2 separate regions of the Macaca mulatta genome follow, and region 1 is linked to region 2. Evidence: chromatin contacts called from public Hi-C data. All regions are on one chromosome and are shown on one strand. Each heading gives the region's core, a stretch centred on a gene start, on an enhancer-like site or on the middle of the called end of the contact. The rest is flanking DNA. Distances are from core to core; before and after follow the strand shown. Region 1 holds the start of CARMIL3 (capping protein regulator and myosin 1 linker 3). Region 2 holds the start of DHRS2 (dehydrogenase/reductase 2).

Region 1 (4,470 bases), core at 1,383-3,882, 430 kb after region 2:
AGACTGAGGTATTCAGACTCTACTCACACTGTTTCCTCTCTCCTTACATGGATGAGAATTGGAGAGATGCAGCAAAATGCATCACTAGAACCTGAAACAAATGAAACACATGACGGCAGTGGGGAGAGCTGGGAGCTAGAAAAAGAAATAGGAAGTGAAAGAGGGAAGTCTGTCCATCCTTACTCTCTTGCCATGAGGACAGGCAGTTTCTTCCCTTTCTGTTCTTCGCTTTCCTCTTCTTAAACATAAAGACATTTCCCTTCTTCCTGCAGCTCTGGATAGACAAGGAAAAAGAGGAAAGAATGAAAGAAACTCTGCAGATCAGAAGGTAAAACCATCATGCGGTCAAGGGCCCTAAGAGGCATGAAGATGGAAAGGTCTGGTCCCTAGCAGCCCACAGTCCACTGTCTCAGTCCCACAGATAACACAGGCAGGCTCTCCTCTGCCTCACAGACCACAAATTCATAAACACTCTCACTGCAGTGGCCTGAGCAAGAAGTCAGCTTCCCTTTCAAAAGGTAAACCCAGAGACATCGGGGTTTCAGCAGTGCAGAGCTCTGGGAGAAGTCCTGAGTCCTTTCTCCACCTGGGAGATTGCCTCCACCTCTGAGCATCCATGGAGACCAAAGACCAAAACCAAAACCATGCATTTTTAGTTCCCTTGAATAATGACACATGTTTATGAAACTCAGGTTGATGATCTACAATCCAAATGAAAAGAATGAAGAGCTTTACTAAGCCCCAAACTCCCCTTGCCTAAGGAGTTACTTTCTTCCCCAGTGAGCTGGGTGAACTGTTCAAGCACCTTTGTCGGGCTCCCTTTCCTCTAAATTCCCTGCCTCTCTCTATCTTCTGGCTTCGAGGACAGATGCCAGCAATGCCTAACTCTGTACTGGTCCAGACATCCCAAATCTTCCCAAAGGCATTCTGATGTCAGGCATGAGCTGCAGGCCTAGTTTGTAACTCATTAATAATTCGGGATTGTCATCCTAGAGCTCCAATGAATTGATCTAGCCCATGTAGCTCGATCCTGGATTCACATTAGAATCACCTGGGGAGCTTTTTAAACTGCAGATGCTCAGGCCCCACCCACTCCCAGAGATTCTTTTGTAATTGGTCCAAGGTAGGACTTGACCATCTGGGCTTTTGTTTTTCTTTGTCTTTTCTTTTCTTTTTTTTGTTTTGTTTTGTTTTTTTGTTTTGTTTTGTTTGTTTGTTTAAGCCTCTCAAATGATTGCAAGGTACAGCTAGAATGGAGAACCATTAATTCAGCCCTTGTATGTTTGAGTTACTCACTTTGCCCACCTCTAGAGCATTCTATGGCAGGCAAATTAAAGTGTCTCCTAACTATGCAGTCACTGATAAAATAAGAATTAGCACATTCTCACCAAATGAACCTAACTTTAAGGGACAAGTATAGATTCCTGAAAAAGTTGTCTGTAAGTTGAACCTGTACAAATGGAATCATTTTAAACACACCATTTACTGTCACACAGATTCCCTGATACTTTAGTGTGTGCACATGTGAAACCATTTTTTTTTCTGAAGTATGAAATAATTGCTTACTATTTTATCTGTATAACTTTGGATTTTGGTGTCCTGAGCTCTCTAAAAAACAGTGTGTTTCTACAGTATTTGAATATTATGGGTAATGGTTTTTGCAGAGTACAGTATGCTCATACTAAATTATAACAGCATATCCTCATGGTAACACTATTTGATAGGCGGAAAGCTTGTACACTGATCCTGAAAAGTCATCTGATAATTCTTGATTAAGCAAATTTCATTCCCTGTGGGCCGAGTGAGGGAGGCAGACCTGTTTGATTTTTACTCCCTTTCTTGCTTCCCCTATTCCCCAGGTTAGGCGAGTCAGAGGATTATGCTGGCATCTTGTCTTTCCTGTGCTTTGAATATGCCACCTACATCACTGGGGAGACAGTGGTGGTGGGTGGAGGAACCCCGTCCCGCCTCTGAGGACCTGGAAACAGCCCATGGGGCAGTGTTGGGCTCTAGCTCCTGGTGCTGTTCCTCCATTCATCCACTGGCCTTTCCCACCTCTCCTCACCTTACTGTTCACCTCATAAAATCAGTTCTGCCCTGTGAAAAGATGCAGCCTTCCCTGCAGTCAAGGTGGTGTCTTACTCAGGATTCCTGCTGTTGTTGTGGCCTTGGGTAAAGGCCTCCCCTGAGAACACAGGACAGGTCTGCTGACAAGGCTGAGTCTACCTTGGCAAAGACCAACAGATATTTTTTGCCCGGGCCACTGGGGAATTTGAGGGGAGATGGGAGAGAAGGAAGCTGGAGTGGAAGGAGCAGAGTTGCAAATTAACAACTTGCAAATGAGGTGCAAATAAAATGCAGATGATTGCAGGGCTTTGAATCGAATCCACGTGTTCATTTCTCAGTGTGGGGTGCTTAGCTGAGCAGAGAGCAGAAGTCTGGCCAGGCTGGATCTCTGGATCCCCCAGCCCTCCTCCCTGTCTCCAGGACCTGAGCGTGATGTGCAGGGGTGGAGGTGTCTGCAGAGCTGCCAACTGGAAGGAAGGTGGCACGGGAACTCCCAGGACACCACGGGGATCCCCGAGGCAGGGCGAGCCGGGCGAGGGTGGGGAAGGATGAACTCTCTAACATCTCCCCGCCCCTTGCCTCCCAGATCTGGCCAGGTCCCCTTCTGGCATGGCCCTAGGTCCCGAGTTCCCTCCCGAGTCAGCAAGGACAAGCTGAACAGGTCCTGAGCCGGTGGGGAATAGAGAAACGCCCTGCAAGCTGCCCAGGCCCACAAACAAAAGAAATGGGTTCTGCCCACTGGCCCGAGGAATAGTAGACGGAAAGCGGGGACGCTGCCCCCTACCCCGAAGGCCCGGACACCTGGCGACGCACACCGGCCCGCTCACGCGGGAGCCGGCGAGAGGGGTCCGCGTGAGCGCGCGCGGGGGGTCTCACGCTGCTCGGCCGCGCGTCGCGCATGCTCAGTCGGGCAGCTCTCCGGGCGGGGCGGGGGAGCCGGCGCTCCGTGGCCGGGGGAGGAGCGCTCAAGCAGCCGCCCCTGACCCGAGCGGGCTCGGCCGCTGCTGCAGCGCTCAGCGCCTGGGCCCTGCCGAAGCCGGGTCTAGCATGTGCTGCGGCTCCCCAGCGGTGGCGGCGGCTCCTCTGCAGCAGCCTCAGCAACAGCGGCCGCCATGGCCAAGCCCAGCGTGGAGCTCACCCGCGAGTTGCAAGGTACGAGGCTGCCTCGGTCTCCGGGACGCCCCGTCCGGGAGCATCCCAGACCCAGCGCGTTCCTCCCCGCGGTGCACCCCAGCCCGGTGTCTCACACCCCTCACCCCATGCATCCCGGCTCCAAGGCAGCCCCTGCATCCCAGTCCGGGCATCGCTGTCCCCGGAGCACCTCCGCTGCCTGCTTCGCCTCACCCGGTCGGGACCTTCCTGTCCCGGAGCCGCCCGTCCCGCCCTTCGGTGACAGGTGCAGTTCCCTGGCGCTCTCTGGGGCTGACTCTCGGCGTTCCTGGCCCACCTTCGGCGAAGCGTCCGGTCTCCCCTCCGGAGAGTCCCCGCTTCCCCGCCGGGCGGGGCCAAGCCCGCCCCTCCCGGCAATGGGAGCTGCCCCTGGTCCTGACCGCTGCGTGGCTTAACACCCTCCCTCCTCCCGGCCCCGCCCCGGAACTGGCCCTGAAGAGCCCCTTAGGAGCTGGGCAGCGCCCAGGCCAGTGGGGCAAAGAAGAGAGTCAGGGAAGAGGCCCTGGATTGGAGCTAAAACCAAGAGCAGGAGGGTCTCTGCGGCTCGCCTCCCACAGCCCCCGTCCCAGCCTGCCTCCTTCTAGCTACCCACCACCCACACATCAAGGCTGCTCCCGTTTGCATGGTTCTCAGACCTAGCCCAAACCCAGGCCCGGCCACCCAGCACTGCCACAACCCTGACCCCCAGAGACGGGAGCACAGGCTAGCCCACGCAAAGCGCAGGATGCTCATGGATACTCAGAGGCATGCTGCACCGTGGCGGTCTCCCACACCTGCACACACACACAGCACAATCGTGAGACGTGTGTAAACACATCTTCACAGAGATGGCACCCCAGCACACGCGCGCGCGCGCACACACACACACACACACTATATCTGGGTGGTTCTGCCAGCAGATGGTATGGGTCTCATTTAAACGTTAATTCTTCTCCCTGCCCAACACACAGGGAGGAACTGTCTGGCTCTGTGCCCCTTCCACAGCATACTCATTCACACTTACCTGTCCCCACCAATGCCACACTCAGACTCCCTGACATCTCCAGGAGGCATGCACACTCTCATAGTAAAGGCAGACACTCACACCCAGACCACCTAGAATATAGTCAAAGGGACACCCCACACCCCCACACACTGACTCACTGTGTATGTGTCAATGGCTGTTGTAGTGCATGGGTTGGAAATTCTTCACACCCTTAGAAGTGTAAGACACACCCTCCCACAGACAGTCAG
Region 2 (4,432 bases), core at 272-2,771:
TTCTTAAATAAATATGCTTATGCTATACATCATTTTAATGTGCATTTATTGCTTTGCATTTTTTTTGCTAATAACTTGTTACTTGCTATTTATTTTATACTTAGACTATGGAAATGATGTTAGACAAAAAGCAAATTTGAGCTATTTTCTTGAGTTCAAAATGGGTTGTAAAGCAGTGGAAACAACTCACATCATTATAAACAACACATTTGGCCCAGGAACTGCTAACAAATATACAGTGTAGTGGTGGTTCAAGAAGTTTTGCAAAGGAGATGAGAGCCTTGAAGATGAGGAGTGTAGTGGCCGGTCATTGGAAGTTGATGACAAATTGAGAGCAGTTATTGAAGCTGATCCTCTTACAACTACACTAGAAGTTGCTGACCATTCTACATTCAGCATTTGAAGCAAATTGGAAAGGTGAAAAAGCTCAATAAATGGGTGCCTCATGAGCTGACTGAAAGTCAAAAAATTATTGTTTTAAAGTGTCATCTTCCTCTTATTCTATGCAATAACAATGAACTACTTTCCAGTTGAATCGTGATGTGCAATGAAAAGTGAATTTTATACGTCAACCAGCAATGACTAGCTCAGTGATTGGACTGAGAAGAAACTCCAAAGCACTTCCTAAAGCCAATCTTGCTCCAAAAAAAGGTCATGGTCACTGTTTGGTTGTCTGCTGCTGGTTTGATCCACTACAGCTTTCTGAATCCTGGCAAAGCCATTACTTGTAAGAAGACCGCTCAGCAAATTGATGAGATGCACTGAAAACTGCAACACCTGCAGCAGGCATCGGTCAACAGAAAAGGCCCAGTTCTCCACGACAAGGTCCAACCACTCATTGCACAACCAACATTTCAAAAGTTGAATGAATTGGGCTTTGAAATTTTGCCTCATCTGTCATATTCGCCAGACATCTCACCAACTGACTACTACTTCTTCAAGTATCTCGACAACTTTTTGCAGGGAAAACACTTCCACAACAAGCAGGATGCAGAAAGTGCTTTCCAAGAGTTCACTGAATCCTGAAGGATGGATTTTTATGCTACAGGAATAAATAAACTTATTTCTTATTGGCAAAAATGTGTTGATTGTAATGGTTCCTATTTTTATTACTAAAGATGTGTTTGAGCCTAGTTATAATGATTTAAATAATTTGATAATTATTATATTATTATATTATTAATACTATGTAATTAGTCATATTTTGCATTCCAAACCCTTTCTTTGAAAACTCCTATGTTCCCTTCACAAATTGAAGAATGGAATTGCTTTCTACTCTTCCCCTGCTAACATGGATAATAAAGACATCTTGCTCCCTCTTATCATAACTACTATTATTTTGACTTCTTTCCACAAGCGGCAAGCAGCTGTACTCTTTTGCTGGTTATGCTTGTTAAGTGGTATGTGCAGCATTCTGCAGAATATTACTCAGACAAGGAGTCCTGCACTTCCCCTAGGTTTCCTCCCAAGGCATGGGTGGGGCCTTTTCAGAAACCCTCCTCCCCCCTTTCTGAATTCTGGGGCTATAAATTCCAGGAATCTTTGAGTTGTTCAGATAGAATCTGCAGTGCCTGAAATCCAGCCTGCTGCTTACTCACATCCTCACACTCAGTTGCAGACTGGCTGACAGAAGGGCTGCCGACCTGCACTGCTGACAGACAGGTGTACAGCAAGGTAAGCCTGGGCCAGCATCACCACTGCCCAGGGCAGGCATGATATGGCTCTGGTTGGGGCTAGTGTGCCTCACTGCCTTGTGTTGGGTCTATAATGACTGGAACCGCACATCATCACTCCTATTTACTTTTTATGTTGATGCTTCTTTCTTCCTGGCTCTATGTCTGCAGCTCAGTGTATTTCTTCTTTGATTATCGTTACAAACCTCTTGGGGCTATCAGAGTCCTTTGGACCACCCAAGTCAACCCCTTATTTTACTGTGATATGGATGGAGCAAGAGGGGAACAGACTTGCCCAAGATCACAGAGCTTCTGCTGATATCTCCTTAGTGCTGATGAAAAAGAGTCAAACTGTAAAATATTTGAAGAGATTTATTCTGAGCCAAATGTGAGGACCATGACCCATGACACAGGTCCAGGAGGTCCTGAGAATATATGCCCAAGGTGGTTGGGTTACAGCTTGATTTTATACATCTTAGGAGAACAGAAGCTACAGGCAGAGACACAAGTCAATACATGTAAGGGTTACATTGTTTAGGCCCAGAAAGGCAGGACATCTTGGAGTGGGGGCTTCCAGGTCATAGGTGGATTTAAAGATTTTCTGATTGGCAACTGGTTGAAAGGGTTAAGCTCTGCCCAAAGAGTTGAGGTCAATAGAAAGAAATGTTTGCAGTTAAGATAAGGGGAGTTGTGGAAGCCAAGGTTCTTGTTATGTAGATGAAGCCTCCAGGTAGTAGGCCTGATAGATAATAGATTGTAAATATATTTTATCAGACCCTAAAAGGTGCCAGACTCTTAGTTAAATCTCTCTTGGATCAGGAAAAGACCTGGAAAGGGAAGGGGATTTTCTATAGGATGTAAATTTTCCTCACGAAAGACAGCTTTGCAAGGCCATTTCAAAAAATGTCAAAGAAATGCATTTTGGTGTAAAATACTTCAGTTTTTTTCAGGACCTGCTATCTGTCATGTGATGCTATACTAGAGTCAGGTTAGAATTTCATATCTTATTGCTACAAAGTCTGTTTTTTGAGCCATAAGATCTCCATTTTAATGTAATGCTGGTCAGTCATGCCTGAACTCAAAAGGGAGGAGGGTATAATGAGGCATGTCCAATCCCACATTCCCATCATGGCCTGCACTGGTTTTTAAGGTTGACTTTGGAATGCCCTTTGCCAAGTGGAGGAGTGCTTTCAGTTCGTTGGGGAGCTTAGAATTTTATTTCCTGTTTACATTATTCTTTCTTTTCTGATTTTCAATGTTTCTAACTCTTCCATGTTTCTCATTCTTTCTCCTCTAATCTTTGTTTTCTTCCTCCACCCACCCGCCACCCCTTTCCGTTTCCCTTCTCTTCTCTCTTTGGACCAGTGCTGAAGACCATTCACCTCCAAGATGGGACTGGGTTAAGGGTGTGTCCATTCAGCTTCCCTACCCCCAATTTGGGCATCTGAATTGATCAGCATGGAAAGGGGTATCAGAGTGGGCAGTGCCAAGCTCAGGGACCATTGTAAGCTCCCAGGACCTGTGGTCAATTCTGCTCCAGCTGACCCAGCTGACTGTTTTGGGGAAAGCATGAGTGAGTGGGGAAGGGTGAACCAGAGGCCTTGGAAGCTGCTCACTCTTCCCATCCTCCCAGCCAAAAGAGGGGCTTTACCTGGGAAGGGGAAGCAGGGGAGACAGAGGAGGCCTGACTTCATTTCTGCAGATTGTTTACCTGCAACAGGCCAGACAGAGTTGCCTTTCCTTACAATAGGTCAGCTTTCCTGCAAACCACATTGAGGCAAGTTCAGACAAGCAGGGCTTGGTGAGAACGGTTAGAAGCCAGAAAAGGGACAGCCAGACTTGCTGAGACAGGAACATTTCTCAGAGGTGCTGTTACTCTAGCCTTCCAGCAGGGGGCGTCCTGTCCCGACAAAAGGCGAGTCCTCTTTTTCCTCCTGTCCTCGCAGTCAAGGAGACTGGATTCCCCTCAACCTCAAAAGGGGGTTAATCTATGCTCGCAGCAGAGGGAGAGGAGTTCCCCAGGGGGGCATAACGATGTTCAGAATCTGGTGTCCTGTTTAGAAAGGTAGACCAATCAGGAGCTGAAACCTATTGTCTCCACGAAATGCAAGGCTGTAAATATGACCTTGCAGGAAGGAGAGAGGGCGTGTGAAAGAGAAAGCGAGAGCAACAGCAGGCAGAGTGGAAGCAGTTGGGAGGAAAGAGCGGGGAGGTCTAGGACCTGCAAAGATTGTTTTTGGAAATACAATATCAGAAGAGACATAAATCGGAAACCAAAGCTTCCTTCCCAAAGCAGAGCATTTGGTCGCCTGCATTTTGATACTGAGTACAGACTGATATTTAATAGAAAATTTCTTCACAATTCCTGAGCAGCACCCATTCACTTATAATTTATAGATACAGACCCCTAACTCGAGGGAACTGAGTTATGCAAGGGTTGCTAAGGAACAAGGGGAGATGCAGCAGGTAAGGCAGGGGTTGCTTAGTAACCAGGAGTCCTTTGGTGATGGAGTGGCCAGAGCAGGTCTGGAACTGATGAGGGTCTGTAGGCAGAGTCATCCCATACCAGAGCCTCCTGAAATTTCACATCTGTCGGCCCCTTGGCCCAGAGCTGCCAGAGCCTGCCTCTCTTCACCTTCCTGGCACTGTCCCGTCCCACATGAAAAGCACACTCCCAAGTCCCTGAGTGCCCTGCTAACCCCTTGCTCGAACCACTGCCTCCCTCCCTCTCTCAGCAGGAAGCTGATCAGATTCTTCCA

What was found. A called contact is a pair of places that touch in the nucleus more often than the background predicts.
Region 1: a Hi-C map of fetal cortex germinal zone shows a contact between it and region 2, with 3 times the contacts expected there. The contact joins the promoter of CARMIL3 here to the promoter of DHRS2 in region 2. A contact is called at or near these places in 2 of 14 Hi-C or Micro-C datasets (fetal cortex germinal zone and liver).

Annotation. Positions count from the first base shown.
Region 1 is chr7:97,162,903-97,167,372 of T2T-MMU8v2.0, forward strand. CARMIL3 (capping protein regulator and myosin 1 linker 3) reads left to right here and starts at 2,633. Exons shown (of 40, transcript XR_013396131.1): 1 at 2,633-3,219. It overlaps DHRS4L1 (dehydrogenase/reductase (SDR family) member 4 like 1), which reads left to right. Exons shown (of 5, transcript NM_001277870.2): 4 at 273-328; 5 at 1,860-2,385. The coding sequence ends at 1,974. All of the region lies in intron 1 of LOC144330191 (a long non-coding RNA gene), which reads right to left.
Region 2 is chr7:96,729,573-96,734,004 of T2T-MMU8v2.0, forward strand. DHRS2 (dehydrogenase/reductase 2) reads left to right here and starts at 1,522. Exons shown (of 9, transcript XM_077940731.1): 1 at 1,522-1,674.